Linked DNA regions of Gossypium hirsutum: region 2 is linked to region 1. The links are chromatin contacts, called in public Hi-C maps. All regions are on one chromosome and are shown on one strand. The core of a region is the stretch at or near the end of the contact, and the rest is flanking DNA. Distances in the headings are between cores, read along the strand shown. Region 1 has its middle 21 kb from the start of LOC121204488. Region 2 holds the start of LOC121204489.

What was found. Hi-C and Micro-C count contacts between places; a contact is called where the count stands out from the background.
Region 2: a contact with region 1 is called in a Hi-C map of leaf, with 2.2 times the contacts expected there. The contact joins the promoter of LOC121204489 here to the enhancer-like site in region 1. A contact is called at or near these places in 16 of 34 Hi-C or Micro-C datasets (callus, cotyledon, fibers and 3 more).

The regions. Positions count from the first base shown.
Region 1 is chrA08:106,020,618-106,023,547 of Gossypium_hirsutum_v2.1, reverse strand. No RefSeq gene overlaps it. Among protein-coding and RNA genes, the nearest start is that of LOC121204488, 21 kb to the right of the region's middle. Within about 2 kb of position 1,562, at least 5 of the 9 cell types and tissues checked have an H3K27ac peak or open chromatin away from gene starts, as enhancers often do. A contact at or near this core is called in cotyledon, fibers, hypocotyl and 1 more, where this site is marked.
Region 2 is chrA08:106,105,293-106,108,222 of Gossypium_hirsutum_v2.1, reverse strand. It overlaps LOC121204489, which reads right to left and starts at 1,416. Exons shown (of 2, transcript XM_041074339.1): 1 at 1,168-1,416; 2 at 264-782. The coding sequence starts at 1,415. The coding sequence ends at 506.

The DNA of each region.
Region 1 (2,930 bases), core at 313-2,812:
GATATGTGATATACCTCTAAATGAAAAGATGTCAATTATCTTATACGAAGATAATGCAACATGTATAGCTTAATTGAAGGGTGGTTACATCAAAAGTGACAAAACGAAACATATTTCACCTAAATTATTCTTTACTATGATCTTGAGAAGAAAGGTGATGTAGAAGCTCAACAAATTCATTCTAGTGATAATTTGACAAATCTTTTTATCAATGCATTACCAACCACAACATTTGAAAAACTAGTATACAATGTGCGATGGCTCAAAAAATAATGTGATGTTACTATCAAAAGGAGTCTGAAACACGTAAATATCATTGAAATATCATTGAATGAATTCTCAAGCCCATTGAAATATCATTGATCCAACAAAGATTATTTATACAACATTTATGATGCAAATAAAAATTATTATGTAAAAAAAATAAACTTATAAAATTTTGATGTAAAAGGCAAATGGGATTTTGATTGTAATAGCAAGGTTGAGTTGTTTGAAATCGAAATGTTTCTTTTTTTTAAATCCTTTAAATTTATTTTAAATTTAAATTATGTAAAAAGATAAAAACATTTTTTTTTATATATTTTGTAAAAGGACTAGCTTATTCATCAATTGAATCGATACTCGCAACATCAAGTCGGATAAGAGCAAGAAACACAACTCCTGGTGGATCAGTACATGTCGCAGTCATGGCCAGAACCCATTTGACTTTTCTAAGCCTCTCTCAGGAACTGATCAATGAATGTTTCACACAGTTATGGGGCTGTTTAATATCCAACAACAGTTTACTTGAAAAAAAAAAAGAAAATTTCGGGAAAAGATTAAATCATCCATGAACAAAGAAATTAGTTGAAAAGTCAAAAAGTCATCCTCATGTCATGTTCTGACCAAAAAAAAAAAGATCTTCATGTCATGTATGTGGCCACAAGCTAAAGCGATCTTACCATAGTACGAACTTAATTACTGGTTTTCTTTTTTTCAATGTGATGTACGTGTGGGAATTAGGTATTTTGGCTGTTCCGATTTGCAATCAGCTAATTTTCAAGTGTCATTTTAATCGATCTATACCACTCAAATTGACATATATAACCCCCCCCCCAAAAAAAATGAAAAAAATGAAAAAGGGAGAAAACAGCATTGTGAAGTAGAAGTGAGGGTGGCTATTTGAACCAAGAGGTCGCCGACCTAACGTAACTTGACAGCAAAATGGTGGGTGTGTGCATCAGTGTGTAGTCGAAGGTGACACCTATTATGGGAGGGGGTCCAGGCAGCATCTTAAGGCTAAAATCCCCCTCTAAATTGGCACCTCTTTTTTCCCTTTCATTTCACAAATCAAGATCATGTGCCCACAAGCCCAACACCCGGTACTCTTGCTTATGTATTTCGGGCGATTTATACCGTACCGGCAACCCTTTTAGGTACAGAACAGAAAAACACCATTATGGAGGGAGACAGAGACGTACAGTTTTTGCAATAAAAAGTGGCTGCGTTTGGTGGACCCTGCGATACCCACCATCAAATTTGAGTCGTATCATGCTTCCATGAAATTAATTTCATCTACATATGAATGAGGTCCCCATACACCCACCATGTGAATCACAATCATCTGCTGGACTCACTACATCTGGCTGAGTGACAACTTGGGTCCAAACCCTGATTCTACCTAAACTCTGCACTTCCTACGAATTGGTACTTCATAACCTACACCGTGCTGAAATGATAAACATTTTCTCAATGCACTATACTGTGTAATCTACCCATCTATCCTTTGTTTTTCATATAAATAAGCTGAGGAGAGGCATGCAAAGATTATTGTCAGTGGAATGGAATTACATTAAACAAATGGCTGACAACCATCACAACATGTGCGCAAAATAATGAGGGTCCCCAAATCCCGAAGCCGATGCAAGCAAAAAGAGGGCTTCCAATGAAGTCGACAAACACCCAAGGGCCCAAGCTATTTGAACATATAGCTATTTCACGCCTCATGTCGGCTTAGTGCTTAAATACATAGAACCCCATGGTTACAATGGGGGTATGGACGAAATTAAAACGGAACTGTCAAAGATTTGTTTTTTTAACTAATTGAATTAGTTGCCCATAGTAGTAGGAATGAGAAAGTTATTATTTATTAGCATCTTAGGCTAAGGTTGGTTCCTAAATTATATAATGCTAAAAAAAACTCATGGAATTAATTTGCTAGATTTCTGGTTAATTAAATTTTTATTTGAGAATCTTGTAAAATTTTCCTAAATTTCATGCATAAATAAATGCTCTTTTAGGGTAATTAACTTTATTATTGTTGGTTGGGGATTGGGACACATATGGGTTGTTTAGTTAGAGCATGATAGCATATAAAATACCAGAAAAGAGGATGAAAAAGATTATTTTCTTAATTAATAATTAATACTAAGAAAAGAAAATCTTGTCTGCATAGCGAGTATCATAGTCACGTGCTCACAGGAATTGCGGTTTCTTGGCCCGTTAAATTAGTTGTCTAACTTGCGTTATTCGGGGTATTTATGAGGCCCATGTCTACACATTAAGTACTGCAATATTAAAAACATGCTCGGAAATAAATTCAAACCACATCATCAATTTTTATATGGGTAAACTAATTGTTCATCATTTTAAATTGGGATAGTTGTTATTATAATCATCTTAAAATTATTTTTTTTAATTTTATCATCATAGTTATAAAATTAAATTAAGAATATAAATTATTTTGTTAGTTCCTCTAAATAGTGGTTATTTCTATTTTGTTCATTCAAAGATAATTTTATTAATCTAGTCACAAATGTTAAAGAAATTGATCAAACTTGTCATTCCACTATTAAATGGTAACGAAATGTTAACCATGTGTTTTCACGTTTTGAAAAAAAGTAAATTAGCCTTTTTTTTAACAAAAGTAAACTAGTCTTTTAGTCACTCTA
Region 2 (2,930 bases), core at 167-2,666, 85 kb before region 1:
TGAAGGTGCTGAAACTCATCCCATTAACCCTTATTGCGATGATGATAACAAACCCTAGCTAGATAAAACACTAGATCATATGCTTATCCAAATCATCCCGCTAGGTTACAGATGATCCAACATTTGTTAATGACTGTCAAATAGATTGGTATATTTTATTTGATGATCCAACATTTTCATGCACGAAAAACCTATATGAATATCTCATCTGTCATGCATCCATAATCTTACAAACTTTAGCCTAATTAGCAGTGGAACAAAGAGATCGAAAACAAAAGCTTAAAAACCTGTGCCAACGATCCAGTTTGAATATAATTACATTATTTTATTAACAAAACTTACCGAAAAAGTGAAAAAAAAAGCCATACTGCCAACAAATTCATCCATAACCCTGAAAAGAAACGCTGGATAACAACAACTTATGAACAAGTTTTGCTACTATCGACAACACACAAAGTTTTCTCGACACAAACTCTTTTCTTTTTCCTTTGGAAATTAAGTGTTTTTAACACATCACATCCTTGAGAAGCTTGTACCTGCGTGTCGTAGGCCTTGGAGAGGGCGTCCCACTGCTCTTTCCTTTCTGATCATCACCACTTTCGTCTCGATCCTGTAGCTTGATTTTGTCACCCGAATACTCGGATCGGTTTATAATTCCACTCTCGTTTCCAGTTGTTGGTTTCTTTGAAGACCTTCCTTGCCTCGAGTTCTTTGCTTCGCTTTGGCACCAATCACACAGTTCAATTGGTTCAGCGAACTCGCTGTAGTAATTACTGCAATACCTGCAGCCAGCATCAAGAGCTTGTTTAACTTTCGACCCATAAAATATAAATAGAATTTGAAAAAAAAAAAGTACATATGGCTATGATGAAAACATTAATATATTTTATATACGCTTTAAGAAGGAAAATATGATAACCCCTATGATTTCCATTCCGTCTAATACGAAACCATTACGTTTGGTGGTGGTTGTTGGGTGGTGCTTGGTGGAGATGGGTGTTATCTAACTGTGATGATGAACGATAAAATGAATTAAGGGTATCTAACTATCTATCAACCCATGATGATGATGATGATGGTGATGATTAGATATATGCATATATACACATGAAGATGGATGGACTATGATGATGGGGAACAGAGGAAAAAAAACAAAGAAATCCATACGAGTGTTGAAAGCGGTGGCGGCATTTGTTGCAGCGGAAGAGTTTGTCAGGAAAACCAACGTCGCCGCACATGCAGCATACAGTTTGAAGATCCACCATTGTTGATGGTGAAAAAAAAAAACTAAGAGAATATAAAGAGGAGGAAGAAGATTTGGTGAAAGAGAGTAAAAGAAAAAAAAAAAACAAAGAACAAGAGATAAATACGAGAGAACCATATGATCTATATATAAAGAAAAGAGTGATGGCCATAGAGTCGGTGTCTATCGAAAAAAAGTAATATATATTCACAGGTAGACCACAAGTTGCTTGCAGTCGTTTTCAGTTAGAGAGAGATGTTAACCTTAAAATTGATGTCTAAAAATGACTGTTATGTCCTGGGCTGGGCTTTAAACCTTTTAATCTATTTTTTTTTAAAATTTCCATCTTTTGTCCTCTTCCGGTTCTGTGCCTCCTTTTACTCCGCGCACCTCTTCTCTCCGGTCTCCCCACCATTATAACAAAATTTTGTGTTTATAGAATTTATAATTAAATTACCCTAATTTTATTTTTATTATTGTCTTTTATCTTCTGTCTTGTTCCACATAAATGAATTGGGTTTATGTTTACGGCATCCTATACAGTTAACTTATATTCTTTATAGTCTACGTATTTTATTTCGAAAATATATAGCTTGAGTTTTAAGATATATAATGTAATCGATAAAATAACCTACACAACAGGCACTATTATTAATTCACCTCTAAAATTATATTTATATAACTTGTTTTATAATAATTTATTATCATTTAACTCGTTGACTCCATATAATATCAAATATAAATAAATTTAAGATTTATACATTGTCAATGTATAATCATATGAAGTATCAATGAGTTATTAATAACAATTTTTTAAAATTAAGTTAAATGGTCGATTGAATCTTAACTTGATTGGCGTAGATTTTGTTGTCAATGTAAGAAGACGCAAGTTTGAGTGCGTTGAAACGTATTATCCTCCTATTTATGAGTTGGAGAGATTATGGATAGTTATAAGAATTGTGTTAAAAAGAACAGATACGATTTAAATCTATGATGAGGTTTATCGCTAGAGTAAGAGAATGTGAGTTTAAACATCTTAAAACGTGTTTATCCTTTTATCTAAAGATGAAAAAGAATTATAGGTAATTTTAAACAATTGTATAAAAAAACTATCCTGATAAGTTTTTCCTCAATTCTAATTTAGGTTAATACATATAAAAGATGTTAATGGCAGGGTTGTGCTAAACCTATCCCGTAAAGGCTTAAACTTTTTTGCTCAAACAAAAGGGGTTTTGAAAATTAGAAGGAAGGGAAAATCAATATGAACAGTGTTCTTGGACGGTAGATTCATTTTTTACTTAATTATTTGCATTTTTTATTAAAAAGAAAATAAAGGGTAAAAACTCCAAGTTTTGACTAAGTGGACTATGTCATGCGTGGGCACGTTAAGAGACTGGGTTGGCATTTTCGCATATGTTGGAAATAGTGAAAGGGAATGGGAAAATTGGTGATAAAGTACAAAAACTATTGAGTTTCATTTTTAGGCAGAAATTCAATGCAAACTTTCACCTCCAGAATTTGTTTGATTTTTCTGACTCCTCTTTCCGTAGCCTCCCCAAATAATAGGCTATCGTTTGTAAAAAAGAAAATATGATATTTCCAGTTTTTGTGGGTAAGTCCTAGCCCCTTTTATCAATCCCTCTCTAATTGCTAATCTTATTAACGATGACAGTTTCTCGCTGTAGAT